Regions from separate parts of the Rattus norvegicus genome. Here region 2 is linked to region 1. A link is a contact called in public Hi-C data. All regions are on one chromosome and are shown on one strand. Each heading gives the region's core, a stretch centred on a gene start, on an enhancer-like site or on the middle of the called end of the contact. The rest is flanking DNA. Distances are from core to core; before and after follow the strand shown.

Region 1 (5,334 bases), core at 1,651-4,150:
AGGGTATTGAGAAGGGGGCTCCCAGTGATGTCTCCCCGTCTAACCATTGCCTGGAGGTTAGACTGGAGTGCTGGGAGGGCAGTTGGAACTAGCCGATGGATGACAAAGCACTCAGAGGCAAGCCCAGGCTCATCTCAAAGCTAACTCGTAGACCAAGACTCAGCACTTGGTCATCCAAGGCGTATGGTAGGCAAGTCTGGAGGGTTTGCTGCAGGTCTGCCACTGCCCAGCCAGAAGACACGTCACTTCCCTCTCTCTGGGCTTCAGTTCCCTCATCTGCCAACGAAGGAAGCAACTTGTCTCCACGGTTTTCCAATGTGTGGAAGCCCACTAAGCAATTGAAAAATGTAAAAGGAGCAGAAGCAATGTGACCCCTCAGAACTACTCACATGGGTTGCCTTCCTGCCCGTCATGGCTCCCCTTAGGGGTGATTGAGACAGCCATGCAGATCAGACCAAAGGCTTTGGTGAGACCTCAGCATGTGTTTTTGTCTTTAGGGAGAGGGGTTGGTCAGGGGAGCCAGGGAGACTCACAGGAGGAAATGTCATTTGGATACCAGGAATGTGTCTGAGATCCAGAGCAAATATTTGTTTTTCCTCTGATGCCCTCCTGGAGCAGCCATTAGTCCCACCTACCTGTCCCTCCCTGCAGATAATCTCACAGGACCCTGCTTAACCATCTCTCCAAGAAGAGAGTGGGAAGCAAGCTACAAATGGGGTGAGAAATTCCAGATGGCAGGAGGCTTTCCTGGGAACTGAGTTCCCACCAACAGTTCTAATAAGACCTAAGCAGCCAGGCCATGTCCCTCTCCCCCACTGAACTATGGGAAGCAGCGGCTCTTTAGGGAGAGCAGTTAAGACGTAGGGGTGGGTAGGTGGGTAGGTGGGTGGGTGGGTGGGTGGGTGGGTGAGGATGAGGGCACTGCTCCAGGATTGGGAAATCATTAGCACAGCAGAGAGCTGCTTTCCAAGAAAGAGAGGGGACCCTGAGCAAACTCTAGGCAGCAATCCTGGGTGGTCTGGTTGGGGAGTTTCAGGGCAGACTCTCCACGTTTGCTGATCTTGGCTCCTTGCATGCAGCAAGACACATGGGGATTCCTTCTGAGTCTCTCTGTTTTGATGTAAGAGTCATTGATTTACTTCACTTCAAAATCAAATGTGATCTCTCTCTCTGTCTCTCTCTCTCTCTCTCTCTCTCTCTGTGTGTGTGTGTGTATGTGTGTGTGTGTGTGTGTGTGTGTGTGTGTGTGTGTGTAAGGCAGTGACCTCAGTCAGGAGCCGATGGGAACTCTGAACTTTGATCTCAGTTTCTCAGACACTCTAGTTCTCTCAACCCGCTCTTCCCACAACAAGAGACATGGGACACAAGCCACAAGCAACTATTTTCTAGCTAAGCCCCCAGACAAAGCCTGGGCCCTGAAGTCTCAAGCCTGGAGCCTCTGGGATCCTGGCACTTTATAGAAAGAGAAAGAAAAGAAAGCCCGGAAGTACACGATTGCCCAATAACTGTAACCTGGCAGCGGGCAACTGGGGACCGTGCCAGGCCTTAGCAGGAAAAACATACTTGTTCCTATTGATGGGGTTATAATCCACTCCTTTCTCCAACATCCACTCTCCTTCACCAATGAAATGACTTCTTGAATTTCAAACCAGCTACTGGCTGCAAAAGCAAACAATTAGGGGAGGGGACCATTCCCATAGTCGAGAGGGCAAATGATGGCGGCACGCACCCCCACCACCACAACCAGCATCCACTGGATCCACCAACTGTTACCCCTAAACCACCTACCTGCTCTGATTATGGATCTTTTAAAAATACTTGGTGGGAAATGAGAGACTGAGCATTTTAAACTGAGCTGGGTACCTAGTTAATACCCAGACCTGCTGAACTGGTGCGGAGGAAACATTGTGTAACTTTTGGTAAATCTGCTATCCTTTCAAGGGGACACCTCCAGATAGAAGTATTCATTCTCAGCACAGGACCTATGATTAGGGCTCACGTGCATTTCTATCTTACTCTTCCAAGCTTGTGAGACAGGCTGTGTTCTCCCTATTTTTTGCAGAAGGGGAAACAGAAAACAGACATGGAGGAACTCGCTCTGAGTTATGGATTACTATGACGATTACACACGCGTGAATCAAAAGGGCAAGTTCCCCAAAGGCCTCAAACCCAAAGACATGGCTGGAGTGCTGGGAGGTACAGTGAACCTGGCACTCGGGCCTGGTTTTACACTTCCCAGAATAAAAGCCCATCACAACGAAACTTTGCTTCATCTCGTCTGGAAAGGCCCCGAAGTGTCAAGTCAGAGTTAAAGATCTCCACACTATCTACAGAGAGCTGGTGCTTTCTACTTCCTCCTTCCATTCTACTCTGTTGACGTTTGTTCCCGTCAAAATTCAAGTTAAGCCCCGTCTTCCCAAACCACAGGCATCTATTTGCAGCTAAGATTCTTGAGTCCGTGAGCACTGTCCCTGAAAAGCACCGACAGACACATCTAAAATGCGCGCGCCGGGCAACTCTGCCGAGGACACCACAAGGGACGCGCTATGAGCTCCGGCGAGCCGGGAGCCGCGAGGGACACTCACCAGGCGTCCCGAGCTCTCTCGTGCTTTCTTCACCTTCCCGTAGGTGCCCTTGCCCAGGGTCTCCAGGAACTCGTAGCGGTGCCTCAGGTTGTGTTTGTGATGGTGCCGCTTCACCGCCTGCTTCTTCATCAGAGGTTTGGGCGACTTGATGAGCCGGTCCGCCAGCGGCCGGGCGCTCTCCGTGGCCAGGGCGGAGGCCGAGGGAGCCAGGTTCCCGCGCCGGTGTAAGGCCACCGACTCCATGGTGCGGGGACGGCGAGGCGGAGGGGGTCGGGCAGCAGCAGCAGCGCGCGGAGAGCCGCAGGCTCAGAGGTCACAGCCGCACCCGAGCACGCTAGAAAGCCCCGCGTTCCGAATTGCTATAAAACGTTTGGAGGGGGAAGGTCCTGGCCACGCCCCTGCGTCCCATTAGCCAGCTTGCCGGCGACTCGTGACCAAAGCCTCTCCCATTGGTTCAACGGCTCCTGCCCCGCTCCTCCCCTTGGCTAGGCGCAGAAAGGTGTGAATGGGGCCCCGCCCACCTGGACCGGAGAACCAGGAATGCGGGAAAGGAGGCACAGTCAATTACTACCGAAGTGCCAGTCCTTAAATTTGAAAGCTCTCTGAATTGCTTTAGTCTCTGAATGACGCCAGCCTTGTGCTATTGTGCTGTGTTCTCAGTTGGCAAGGGACAATCTAAGAGCACTAGAAAGCCCCAAAGTGTTTCTCCACACGCAGTAAATAAATTGTTTCTCCCAAGCTCAAAATCTGAAAAGCCATTTGATAACTTCTTGAGGTCCGTAAAGAAGAGGGTGAATAAGGAGATGGAATGGGTTGGAGGTTGACTGGTTAGAAAGCGGTCCTGCCTGCAAGTTCACTCTGGCTTCCACCAACCTTAATTCGATTCCATAATCCAACAGGCCTGGGAAATCCTTACTTTATAGGGTTGAGTGGATTTCCTCAAGATGTGGTGGCCTTTGTGGATTTTCACAAACTGTGGGAAAAGCAGATCACATTCCAAGGACTTACATCCTTTTGTCCCTAAATCTGTAAGGAGCTTCTTGGTTCCAGGGTTTCTTCCCAGTGATTTTTTTAATCAAGAGTGAGAGGTTGGGCATGAGACTTGGCTGCAGTTGACAGGCCTGGAAGGGTATGTCCAGAACCCCTTTTTCTGATGTAGAAAGTGAGTTTACTTCTGCCAAAGGCCACACAGCTGACAAGAAAGCCACAGAGCTGGATTTCAGACACTGGCCTATAGAGATAGAATATAGGACAAGAGGGCTTCCCCAATTCCAGCTATTCTGGGCATCCCTCCCCACTCTGCAGGACCTCACCTCTAGCTGTATCTAATTTAGGACTTGGCAAAAAAATCAAAGAGGACTACTACATCCTCAACTATCAAATTAAAAAAAAAAAACAAACTAGTATCTGCCCATTTTCCTACTTCTGTTCACCTTTTGAATCTTTCCAGTGGGGAAAGAAAACGGTAGCCAGAGACGATCCACTGAGTGTGGATGACCCACGAAAGCTGTATAGCTAGTTTATCATCCTATCTTCTGCCAGCCCGCCTTTCCACTCTGAGTAGTCTGTGAAAACAGAAAAGGCTCAACCAATCTACTACCTGTGCTCCCCATCTGTCAGGTCCTGGGGGGGGGGGGCTGTCCAGGAGATTAGGACAAGGAAAAGCAAGTGTCAGAGGAGCAGACTCCAGACTGGGAGACCTGGCTGGGTTCTAGTCCTGACTGACGTGAGAACAGGAGGGACCCCCTAGCCCAGACGAGAGGAGGATAGTTTGGGAGGACTTTCTAAAGATAGCTTTTAAAGCTTACTAGAAGACCTGGTGGCCATTAACTAGCTGTCTCAACATTTCCCCGTAAGATGAAGACATTCAGAGGATCCCAAGGTTTCCCCTTATGACTTAATCTAGACACTTACCACTGTTCCTGAACATCCCCGATACCCGGTGCACTGCTGAGCAGACCAAAGCGTACAGTGGATTCATACAGAGCCGATGACTGGATGGGCAACGGAGGCAAACAAGCAGGCCTGGCCACAGAGGAGTGAGACCACCGAGGGAACTGAGAAATGGCTCAGCAGGAAAGAACACTGAACTGCTCTTCCAGAGGACCGGGGTTTGATCCCTTGCACCCACATGATGGCCCACAACCAGACAAAGCTCCAGTTCCAGGGGATCTGGTGCCCTCTTCTGATCTCCAAGGACATCAGGCATGCATGTTCTGCACAGACATGCATACTGGCCAAACGCCACACACATAAAATAAATTAACAATTGTTTACACAACTACTGATTACAACAGCCAAGTGCTGTAACTTAACTCTCATTCTGGGTAGGGAGGACCTGGGATACGGCTCGGTGACTTAAAGATTGAGCTTAGATCCTTGGAGGATTTGTCAGGACATCTAAGCTGAGCTGAGCCACCCCCATTCAGTCCTGTCTGCCTCACGCTCTAGTCTTAGGAGGAGGCATTTCTTCTAACCCTCTCACCCAATCACCAACTACTTAGCCCAATGATTCTCAACCTTCCTAATCCCATGACCCTTCAATGTAGTTCCTTATATTGCGGTGACTCCCAACCATAAAATTATCTTTGTGGCTACTTCATAGCCGCAATCTTGCTACTGTTATGAATTGTAATGTAAATATCTGATATGGGGTCTATAATCCTGCGACTCGAGGGGGTCGAGACCCACAGGTTGAGAACCTATGGTCTAAAGGCTTTTGTAGAAAGTGAGCCTTCTGGCGTAGTCA
Region 2 (5,334 bases), core at 866-3,365, 39 kb before region 1:
CCACTTGAACTGGTTTGGGACTGGTTTCTGGAGGCTGGGTGGGGTGTGGCTTTGGGTTTGTGTTTTCTCTGCTCATCTTTCTGCCTGTCACTGGGTGTGCTGTTTTTCTGAAAAAAACAGGCCCCAAGGGGCCCTGAGCCTCCAGCCCAAACCCTTAGACCTCTGGGATCACATTGAGTTCTATTTATTTATTTATTTATTTACTTATTTATTTATTTGTTCCTATCCTTTCCACGCTTCTGCCCGGCTGGGCTCCAGGGAGAGGACCCTACCCGTCCTCCCTCTGAAGCCCGGGCTTATTCTTGGTTCATCACACCCCAGACCACGTCTCCGGTGTTCCTGGCTGGAAGAAGGGGCGTGTGGCCATGCAGCCCGCTCTCCCAAGCCACCCCAGCAGAAGGGTTGGAGGGGGCATGGCCTCTTTTATATATATCTATTTATTTTACGTGTGTGTCTTTGTGAGGAAGAGGATGTTTGTCATTTCCTTACGCTCTGGAGTGTGTGTTCCAATTCTGCACAGCCCAGCCTCCCCAGGAGCCCTTCCAAGCACAGTGGGGATTTCTCAGAATAGGGGAGAGGAACCCATGAAGCAGGAGAAGCAGTGCCTGCCAGCCATGGTGGACCTTCCTAAGAAATAAATATCCTCTATGTTTTCAAACCATCATGTCTGGTGTCGGCTGATTACCCTGTCTCTGAAAAATCACAGTATTTCTCCCCACACTCAAGCATTCTGGGTATGGTACGCTGGGCGTCATCTGTTGGCCGGATGTTGTCTTCCATATTGAATGAGGAATAGCCACACACCCCCCCTTGCCTTGCTCTGAGCAGCTTAAATGATATGACTGTCACTCCGTCCAGCCCCAGCTCTGCTGGATCACTTCCCAGGAGGGACATGGAGAAGCTCCCATAGATGCTATGACCAGTTGTAGCCACAAGAGGTCAGCAGAGTCCGTACTCCAAAACCTCTCCCAAGATGCAGCCCTAAAAAGGCTACTGGTGTTAGCTTGGCTTTGTCACAGTTGTTCAGCTGAGGCAAGGGGTACCTGCTTTCCAAATGTGGTGTGGTGTGGCCCCCTACAGGAAGGCCTAGCACTTAGCACCTGCCCTGTGGTCGTAGTACCTACACCTAACAGCCCCAAAGCACTTCCTGCCAGGAACTTTGTGGATACTTGCAATAGACCCTTTGCAGGAGGAGGCAGCAAGGGGGATGGGGGTGGGGGCGGGTTATGATTAAAAAGAACGAAAGAAACCAAAAAACAACCTTTGGTCTCAGCCCATAACTTGTGCACTGCAACCAACTCCCAGCCCTTCTCTGGGCCTCAGTTTCCACATCGGTAAAGCAGGATGCATGTGAGCCCTGTGTGTGTCAATTCTGTGCTGGCATTCTGTGGTCCTGTGAGCCTGAGAAGCAAACACTGCAACTATGTCTGTGGCCTCAGGCTCCTGGGGACTCGAAGACTGGAGAGGGCACAGTGCTGCCACCACGGGAGAGCAGCACTGACAATCTGTTCGTCCTCTGTGCCGGGAAGGAGTTTTACCAGACAGCCTTCCAGCTATTCCATTCTTGGACCTTGCACCCCCTTTCTCTTCCAACCACGTGTGTATGTGCACCTCTCTTGGGGGCCACTGGTGGCTCAAAGCCCACATTCCTGGGCCACAGGTAGGGGGTGGCTGCTCCTGGCTAGACATTTCCTACATTCCTTCCAAGGTCAGATGCCTTCCCAGAATTGGCTCTGAATGCCACTGCCAGCTGCAGCCCACACTGAAAGGGAGCGGGGAGGAAGGAGAGGTCATTTTTGGTCAGTTCTGAGGCTGCAAAGCAAACAGCCTAAGGGGAGGTGGCAGGCCCCCAGCTGTATCTTTGTAGAAGAAAAGCACTGGCTTAGTTACCTCATCCAGGAGACAATGGAACACCTAACAAAACCCTGCCATCCTGGGGCTCAGGGAGGCTGCCATGTTTGTGTCTGTTTGTGTTCCCTCTGGTTTGTTTTTTTTTTTTTTTTAAAGGAGGGTGAGTTACCCCCACCTCTTTCTCTCCCCCGAGGTCCAGAGAGTGAGACACTGAGTCAGGATTATCACTTGTAGTCTGCCTCTTTCAGACTACAAGATCTAGAGGCAGGCCCTTCCCAGAGCATCTGTCCCACAAGTGTAGGTCTCACCCCCAGGGTACTAGAGAGCTCAGTCAGACTGGCAGACTCCCACTCCCTGGGTCTCTTAGGGTAGGGGCAGATAAAAAGGCTTGGTGCCTTCTCTCTCCTTGGCAGCTGGCTGGCCCAGAGCTCGTGTGCTTTGTACCCTGCAGAGCCCGCCCACTCCATAACCTCACGGGTCACAAAGCCTCAGCAAATGCAAACTCTGCAAACCCGAAAGGCAGCCCAGACCTAGGGTCTGGTACAACTGATTTGTCTGCACTGTAGAGGAAGGGGAGGGAGGAGACATTGAGACCACAGCTAGGAGAGGAAGGGGAGCTATAACCAGATCTTTCAGGTAGGCTAACCCTCCCTGAAGGGGCAGGTCCTGGAATCAATCCCAGACCTGGGCTCAAAGTCAACATTGCCACTTACTTGCCCTAGACCCGTCGCACCCAGCTGCTCTCACACATCTGCAAGTAAGAGCGGTGTCTCTGGTACACAGGTGTGGCAACAGGAGTCACGGGTGACATTTCATGCCTAAACTTGATAGCACACTCACTGGGACTTAGAGAAGTAATCCAAAGAATGACCACTCCACTTCAACACTGTCACTGGGTGTCCGGGTCCAGAACTTCTTGGAGGAGTTGAGGTACACTCTGTAGAGACGCACAGGGTGACACAGGCAATGCCTCTGACCTGAAGACCCAGGATCTTTTTTTCCTCCAGACGAAAAGCCTGCTTATTTGCCTAAGTCTCTCCTCTCAGTCCTCACCAGTCAAAGCTCAGCTTCCTAGAAGATGAGATGAGACACACCTGTCCTGAGCCACCATCAAAGCCTTATGAATCTATCCAAGTGGGGCCCTCCCTCCTCTAGCAGGTGTGGTGTCCAGGAAAGAGAGTGAGAACTGAGGTCAAGATGCTATGCATGGGTGTGAGTTAAGACTGTCAGCCCATACACTTGGGTAGAAATGATGCCTATGCTGCCCATCTAGTAGGATTTGGTAAGGCACAGAGATGTCAGGAGTGGATGCTGTCCCACAATGCTCTCAAATGACCCCCTCAGAAGATATTTCTGGGAGACTTCCCAGCCATCTAGGACTCCACTGGGGACTCGGATCTGCCACCATGGCTGGACAAGGAAGTAGCCAGAGCAAAGCGGCTTGAAAGCTTATAGACAAACCTCAGATGAACATGGGAAGAGGCAGTGGGTCCCACCAAGGCCTGCTGGGATGGTGTCAAGGGAGGAGAGGAAGTAGGGCTTGCCACAGCATATCCAGACGTGTTGGTAAGTCCTGAGTCACCCAAGCAGCCAGAAGGGCAGTCTGGGTGGGGACAGCAGCACTGCGTCTTCTACACAGAGCCTCCGGGAGAGTGCTCCCACGCTGGCAACCCAGCCTTGACATAGTTCCCTGAGTGACCGTCTGGATGGAGCAGCCTGGACCCTTCACTGCTGAAAAGGTCACCTCTGCCATATCCCTGCCTACAGGAGGGACTCATCAAGTTGGCTCTGGCTCCAAAAGTATCCCAAGTCTCTTCCCCAGTCTGTCTGTTGGGATCCAGCTCTGCCCCTGTTAGGCTCCTCGTCTGAACTTTCTTGATTGTCTCTTTCCTTATCCGATGGGAATTTCAGCTCCCTAGATGGAAGTCAAAGGTCAGTAAAGGCCATGGCAGACCCTGTCTCGGCTACAGGACGGCCGCTTCCTCACACCACCCCTCAGTGAGAAGCCACTAGCTGTGTCTGGAAAGGTCTCCAGCTATACTTGGAGGTGGTCCTCTGGCTATTTATCAGACACCCCAAAGGTGAAAGCAGGGAGAGAAAGTTTAACTTCCCTCAAGGTGGATCTCTGATTGAATTTATTCCAGAAACAGGTCCCCATCACAGACCTGCTGCAACCAGCTGACGTTGACCCATCTTTCCCTCACCTTCTCAGTCCTGAGAGGCACAGCTGAAGAGGAAGGTGCTAAGAAGGGTCCCAATATTTTACCACCTCTCCCACTGTGGCTCTTAGGGTTCCCCTCAACTAAGGCAAATGACCTTAAACCTAGCCTTGGGTTCATGTCAATCTCAAAAATATGGTTTTGAGTACCAGGGCATGCATGAACACAGAGACACAATCACACACACACAAGAACACACATACAGACATAAGAACACTTCCACATAAACATACACACGGGTACACATGTACATCTGTGAAAACACAAACACACAAACATGTTACACATACATACAAGCACACAGTGATGCATGCAAGCACACACATACATACATATTTGTACACACATGTGCAGACACAGAAACATGCACTCACATACATACAAGCACACAGTGATGCATGCAAGCACACACATACATACACATGTGTACACACACATGTGCAGACACAGAAACATGTACTCGCATACATACATACATACATACATACACAAATGCATAAACATACAAACACAGCCATGTGCATGAACACATGTAGGCATGGGTACACTTATACATGCAGTTATGCATACATAGGCATATAGGCCTATATGTGGATATAGGCACATCCACTCACACAAGAACACCAGCACAAACATCCAAGCGCACAGTGTACTGGTTATTTTTGTCAACTTGACACAAGCTAGAGTTGCCCGACAAGGAGAGACTTTCATTGAGGAGGTAATATGCCTTTATCAGATTGGCCTGTGAGCATGTCTGTGGACATTTTCTTGGTTAGTGACTGATATGACAGTAGTGATGTTCCTGGACAGACTTCCACCTGGGCTGGTGGGCCAGTTATATAAGAAAGCAGGTTGAGGGGCTAGAGAGTCAGTTCGGTGGTCACGAATGCTGGCTACTCCTCAGAGAACCCACGTTTGATTCCCAGGACCTGTGTGGCAGCTCACAGCTATCTGCAATTCCAGCTCCAGAGTATCCGATGCCCCTTCTAGGCTTCACATGACATGTACACGTAAACACTCACACCGTCACATGCATGCATACAAGATCGCTCTTATCCAAACACACAGCCCAGTGTCCACACACACGTCATTACATTGCTTCTCGGGGATTCTAAGTTGCCATGTTCACTTGAGACCCTGAGAGATAGAGAGAGAGAGAGAGAGAGAGAGAGAGAGAGAGAGAGAGACAGACAGACAGACAGACAGACAGACATAGCCAATGAGTTTCCAGGCCCTGGAGGCTCAGACAAGATGGGATAAGGTG

Evidence for each region. Hi-C and Micro-C count contacts between places; a contact is called where the count stands out from the background.
Region 2: a Hi-C map of the A7r5 cell line shows a contact between it and region 1, with 3 times the contacts expected there. The contact joins the enhancer-like site here to the promoter of Nuak2 in region 1. A contact is called at or near these places in 12 of 12 Hi-C or Micro-C datasets (the A7r5 cell line, the Rat2 cell line, Schwann cells and 7 more) and 1 of 1 datasets of contacts at active chromatin or transcription factors (oligodendrocytes).

Annotation. Positions count from the first base shown.
Region 1 is chr13:46,303,572-46,308,905 of GRCr8, reverse strand. Nuak2 (NUAK family kinase 2) reads right to left here and starts at 2,900. Exons shown (of 7, transcript NM_001007617.1): 1 at 2,586-2,900. The coding sequence starts at 2,828. It overlaps LOC120096185 (a long non-coding RNA gene), which reads left to right. Exons shown (of 4, transcript XR_005492311.2): 4 at 2,063-2,262.
Region 2 is chr13:46,341,507-46,346,840 of GRCr8, reverse strand. It overlaps Tmcc2 (transmembrane and coiled-coil domain family 2), which reads left to right. Exons shown (of 5, transcript NM_001305128.1): 5 at 1-664. Among named protein-coding and RNA genes, the nearest start is that of Nuak2, 38 kb to the right of the region's middle. Within about 2 kb of position 2,115, at least 22 of the 93 cell types and tissues checked have an H3K27ac peak or open chromatin away from gene starts, as enhancers often do. A contact at or near this core is called in the A7r5 cell line and Schwann cells, where this site is marked.